2 separate regions of the Mus musculus genome follow, and region 2 is linked to region 1. A link is a contact called in public Hi-C data. All regions are on one chromosome and are shown on one strand. Each heading gives the region's core, a stretch centred on a gene start, on an enhancer-like site or on the middle of the called end of the contact. The rest is flanking DNA. Distances are from core to core; before and after follow the strand shown.

Region 1 (2,667 bases), core at 119-2,618:
TATAAGTAGCTAAATAGGATGATCTACAACCAAACCGCATAGGAGGGGGAAAGAAGACAGATGGCATGAAAAGCAGAAAAAGTCAGATTAAAAAAATAGAAGCCTGGGGGGTTAGTTCTGAAATTATGCATGCCTCTCTGTAGCTGAAAGGAGCCTTGGGCCTACTATACATCACTCACAAAGGGAAATATGGGAAAGCTCAGCAGAAGCATCACTACCAAGTTCAAGACGGTGCCCATCAATGACTAAGGTTTCTGGATGTTTTCATGGTGTTTGTGTGTGCTGCGCAAATGTGTGTGCATGTGTGTCTGCATCTCTCTTGGTTTCTGGGTTTTGTATTTCTGTGTTTGTTTTTTATTTTAGTTTGATTGCCTTTTCATATTTTGCCTTTTTTTTTTCTAAACAGAAAGAAAGAAGTTGTACATTTGGATGGAAAGACAGTGGGCAAAATCTGAGGGAGAAGAAATCTGAATTTATTGTATGTCCAGGCAGTGATGGCACATGCCTTTAATCCCTCAGATGCAGAGACAGGTAGATCATTCTGATTTACAGACCAGCCAGATCTACAGAGTTAGGTCCAGAAGAGCCAGGGCCACAGAGGAAAACCCTGACTCAAAACATAAGCAAACGAAAAAGAATATATTGTGCGGGGAAAAAAAGTTAAATAAAATAATATATAATAAAATAGAAAAATCTGAAGGTTCTCGGTATATTGCAACAAAAAGACTGAACAAGATAAATGCACATGATACAATTTTCCATCAGAACTTGTGTTCTAATGTTTATGCTTAAAAGATAAAATTCTCTCTTGTGGAAATCTGAGATAAGCTGAAAATGTGAATCTAAAACAGTATTTTAATTGAAAAGAACTGGGCATTACCAATCATCTTTTAAAGAAAATACAACATAGGAATTTACTCAAAATAAGTCTCACGCAAACAGAGACAGTGAGACAGTGAGAGACAGAGAGAAAGACAGCATGACATATCAGGATAATGATAAAGATTGACTGCAATGGCAAAGAGCCAGATGGATCTGTCCATGATCTCACAAGAGACCTGGCACAGGAGGGAAGGAAAATGGTTCTAACAAGCTGGATCTTTGAAGCAACATCAATGGTACATTGTTTTTCTGTTTTGTTTTGTTTTGTTTTTGGTTTGAAGTGTTTTGTTTTGTTTTGTTTATTTTATTCTGTAGTGACTCTAAGTAAATGTTGCAGGTTGTTCCTCTGCCTCCCTCTCTAGCAAACTGCCCCTGCAGTCATTGTACAATCTAAAGCATTTGCAAAATGATTTGGGAGGGAAGCTTTGCAATTTGCAATTACAGAAGAGGAAATATACCATGAATGCCAGAGGGGGGAGCTCAGAGCAAAGGGAAAGATCACAAGGAAATGGGCAAGAAAGAGATATGCTGAGAACAGGCCGAGCTTGCACAAAGTATCCTTTTCTTTTTCCAGTATTCTCTTCTGAAATATGTATTACAATACCCGCTGAACAATACCCCACCCCAGCTGAAAGAAAAGTAAATGGAAGTACTGCTGAGGGTAAGCAGTTTAAGCGATGGCCAGGTTTCTGAGTTCTTTGCTTTAGGGAAGTCTCTGGCACCCTGGCCTTTCCTTTCCAATCAGTTTTGATTGCGAATGAGACCACACAGTAGGATTGGCAGCTAATGATGCTGAAGGCACAGTGAAAGAATTAGCCCAAGACAATCATTATTTTTAAAAAGGTGCTTGGCCTCCTCCAGCTTCCTTTATATGTTTACTTCTAAAAAAAACAAAATGGAATTTTAATAGGCTCTTTTCATAATTGAGGCTGTGTGGATTCACTTCCCTTGTTACCACTAAGAAAATATAACTATTTTATCCAAGGGGGAGGGAAGCACTACCATAATCTCCTATAACAATTGCCAGTGACAGGCTTGGGGAATCAGCTAATGAAGACCAAAACCCTCTTCCAAATCTGTACTGTTCTCATCCCTTGTGAGAGATTTCCGTTCTCAATAGGGCCTATTTTGATGCTGGTTTTGTGATGCATTGGTGCTTTGAAACAGTAAAGACCTTGATTTTACATGGAAAGACAATGCTCCAAAATCAGGACCCAGGGAACAACCTTTACACCACCATCATCCTGTATCCCTTAGCTACAGCCACAACATTAGTGAGTATAAACTACCCTATGCTGGGCAGAATACAACAACAATCTGGTTGTCTAGAATTCAGCTGCAGGGCAGGCTCAGCTGTACTTGGTAAAAAGCTACAGGTCAGCTCCAGCACTGGTCACTCATCTCCATCAATTAGCAACTATTTACGAGCATGCTCACTCAGGACAACTGATAGAAGTACAAAGCACAAGGCCATAGCATAAACACACTTCTAGCTTCTGCTGCAGCAAATCTGTTAACATGTCATTGGTCATGGAAAGGCACATGTCCAAACCCAAAGTAAGGAACAAGGACTCATAAGGCTCCATGGAAAATAAAAGAGAGATATGGACCTGAGTTAGAAAATAAGCATGTGCTGAATATACTACAGTCTCAGACACAGCACTACAGGGGTGTCTACTGGCTTACACTCACAGCCTGACACTAATGATATTCTAAGGAATTCTATCGTCACTACACCAACAGGGATGGGGGAAAATGTCTGTATAAATTTGCCCATTATAACAC
Region 2 (2,667 bases), core at 83-2,582, 420 kb before region 1:
GTGTTAGTGCTGCGTGAGCCAAGCAGGTGGGAGAGTCTTCACAGGCTGAGGAGGGTTAGAGCTGGGTGGACCTTTGCTGTTCCTCTGGCTCATGACTTTGTTTTGTTTTTGTTGTTGGTTATTTTTCATTTACATTTCATTAGGTTGGAAATGTTCAAGGCAAGCTCAACTCTGTTCTTAATCCTACAGATTATGCAGGGGTACTGAAGTACTTCCTGAGTTTGAAGGCATCCATGAATGTCCGTTTCTGCTAGTTAACACAATGGGTGTTATAACTGCACTTGGACCATGCCGTCCACCTCACCCCATTGGAGTCATATAGTACTCTTTGCCACTAACTGGGAAAATGCCAAACTTCCCTTCCTTACCTATGCACACATTCTGCCCTTGTTACGATTTGCTCGCTTTCCTGCATGCATCCATTCACCCTTCTGCTTTACTGCAATTCTCCCCATTCAGTTTAGCAAAGGCTTCCTCATTCATTCACCAAACATGCCAAGGGGGGCAGCAAGGTGTTACCCCTGAGTTGGATCTGCTATCATCATCCTTTCTCAAGAGTGCTCCTTAGCATTCTGGTATGCTTGGGATCAAATCCAGGGCCCTTTGCATGCTAGTCAAGTTCTACAGCAATTCCACTGAGTTCATGCTAAGCTTGCAGGTGTGTCATGCTGCAAAGTGTCTTCATACTTTAGCATAATTTCTAGCTCCTTTATGAAGACACAGTGAATGGCTGAAAGGTGAGTCCCCAGCTGCTTATAACTCTCAGTAGTATGCTGTGTCTGATATCAATGGAACCTCTAAGTATATAGCAGAGGTTTTATTTGTGTTTTCTACCAGCTTCAACATCATGGTTGTGTGTGTGTGTGTGTGTGTGTGTGTGTGTGTGTGTGTGTGTGTGTGTGTGAGAGAGAGAGAGATTGAGAGAGAGAGAGACAGAGACAGAGACAGAGACAGAGACAAGTGTGAGTACTCCGGCCACTGGAGAAAAATTAATGAACTGATACCAAATTAAAATGAAGAGAAACTTCACAAAAACTGTGAATTCTAAGCATTAAATGACTCGTTGGGGACAGATGGAACTGCTGGTTGAATCTCAGGGCAAAGAGGACAAACATGGGGAGAGAAGCATTTGGCTTAGAGGTGGCACAGTAATAGACAGACTGCCTGATTAGGAACATGGTACATTTCAGAACTCACAACTGGGTTTACTTGAAGCTCCAAGGGGTATGACTAATTAAGGAAAACACTTCTAGTTCTTACTTCCCTTGTAGGGAACATCTGCACCCCAATCACGTGCCATGACATCATTCCAGAGCAGTCTTTCTCTTGAGCACTGTGCTCTCACAGGAGAGATGTCCCTGACCTTTCCTCAGATCTTTAAACCCACAGCTCTGCTCAGGTTCTCCTGAGAGACTGGTTCTCAGCAGAGGGCATTGTGAGCTCACAGATTTGACAGCTTCCATGCAAGATCTGCTGAGAATCACGAGGGCGAAGTCGGACTGCAATGTTTCCCTACTTCCTCCCTCCTCCCCTCCCTAGTGTTATATCATTTTGGATCATTTGAATTGTACATGGCTTTCTATTTAAGTCAGTCATTTGCTGGCAGAAAAACTAGAACATTTCCTGTTTTTCCTCTCACTGTAATCAGGATTTGGTTGTCCAAATTAGGACTGCCCTAATTACTCCTCAGCAGGTGCCAATCCGGGGGAGGGCAACAGACTGGAAGAGAGGAAGTAAGGACACTGCATCTTCAGAGTCACGCAAGAAGAAAACACACGCTCCCTAAACCTGAAAAACCTGATGAAGTCACAGAAACACGCTCCTTGGGGTTGCGTGTGGAGAACGTACACACATGTCCATGTAAAACAAGTATAAAGATGGTTTTCTACTTGGTTGACTTCAAAGGTTTACAGATTTGCTTTTCCCAATCACAGATGAATTTACATTAGACCCATAATTCAGGAGCTGTGTACATCACCCCCAGACAATCATGTGTATGGAATCATCTGGGGAAACAAGAAGTGGACATCTTTGCCTCTGCCTCTTTCTCTGTCTCTCTCTGTCCCTCACTCCCCCCACCTTGTGTGTTTGTGTGTGTTTGTGTGTGTGTGTTTGTTTCCACAGGGTTCAGTCTCCTAGACAAAAGAATCAAGATCATTTTTAGAGTGTCACAGACCAAGAACCTAAAGCAATGGCTGTGTTCCAAAAGAACCAGGACATCGGCTTAGTAGGTAAGTGCTGCCAAGCCTGCTGATCTAATGTCTTTTAGTTAGGGCTCCTATTGCTGCTATGAAACCCCATGACCAAAAAACAATTCGGGGAGGAAAGGGTTTATTTGGCTTACACTTCCACATCATAACTGAAGAAAGTCAGGATAGGAACTTAAAAAGGGCTGGAACCTGGAGGAGAAGCTGATGCAGAGGTCATGGAGGGGTGCTACTTACTGGGTTGTTTCCCTTGGCTTGCTCAGCCTCCTTTATTACAGAATGCAAGGCCACCAGCCCAGCAGAGGCACCATAGTGGGCACCACACCCTGCCAACTACTAACTTAAAGAAATGTGCTACGGGCTTGCCTCCACCCCCTTCTGATGGAAGCATTTTATTAACTGAGGTTCCCTACTCTCAGATGACTTTAGCTTGACATAAAACTTGCCAAATTGGGAGTCC

Evidence for each region. Hi-C and Micro-C count contacts between places; a contact is called where the count stands out from the background.
Region 2: a Hi-C map of bone marrow-derived macrophages shows a contact between it and region 1, with 4 times the contacts expected there. The contact joins two enhancer-like sites. A contact is called at or near these places in 1 of 484 Hi-C or Micro-C datasets (bone marrow-derived macrophages) and 1 of 115 datasets of contacts at active chromatin or transcription factors (astrocytes).

Annotation. Positions count from the first base shown.
Region 1 is chr6:33,404,467-33,407,133 of GRCm38.p6, reverse strand. All of the region lies in intron 7 of Exoc4 (exocyst complex component 4), which reads right to left. Among named protein-coding and RNA genes, the nearest start is that of Gm38785, 37 kb to the left of the region's middle. Within about 2 kb of position 1,368, at least 9 of the 459 cell types and tissues checked have an H3K27ac peak or open chromatin away from gene starts, as enhancers often do. A contact at or near this core is called in bone marrow-derived macrophages, where this site is marked.
Region 2 is chr6:33,822,871-33,825,537 of GRCm38.p6, reverse strand. The region is part of intron 12 of Exoc4 (exocyst complex component 4); the gene reads right to left. Among named protein-coding and RNA genes, the nearest start is that of Gm13853, 170 kb to the left of the region's middle. Within about 2 kb of position 1,332, at least 56 of the 459 cell types and tissues checked have an H3K27ac peak or open chromatin away from gene starts, as enhancers often do. A contact at or near this core is called in bone marrow-derived macrophages, where this site is marked.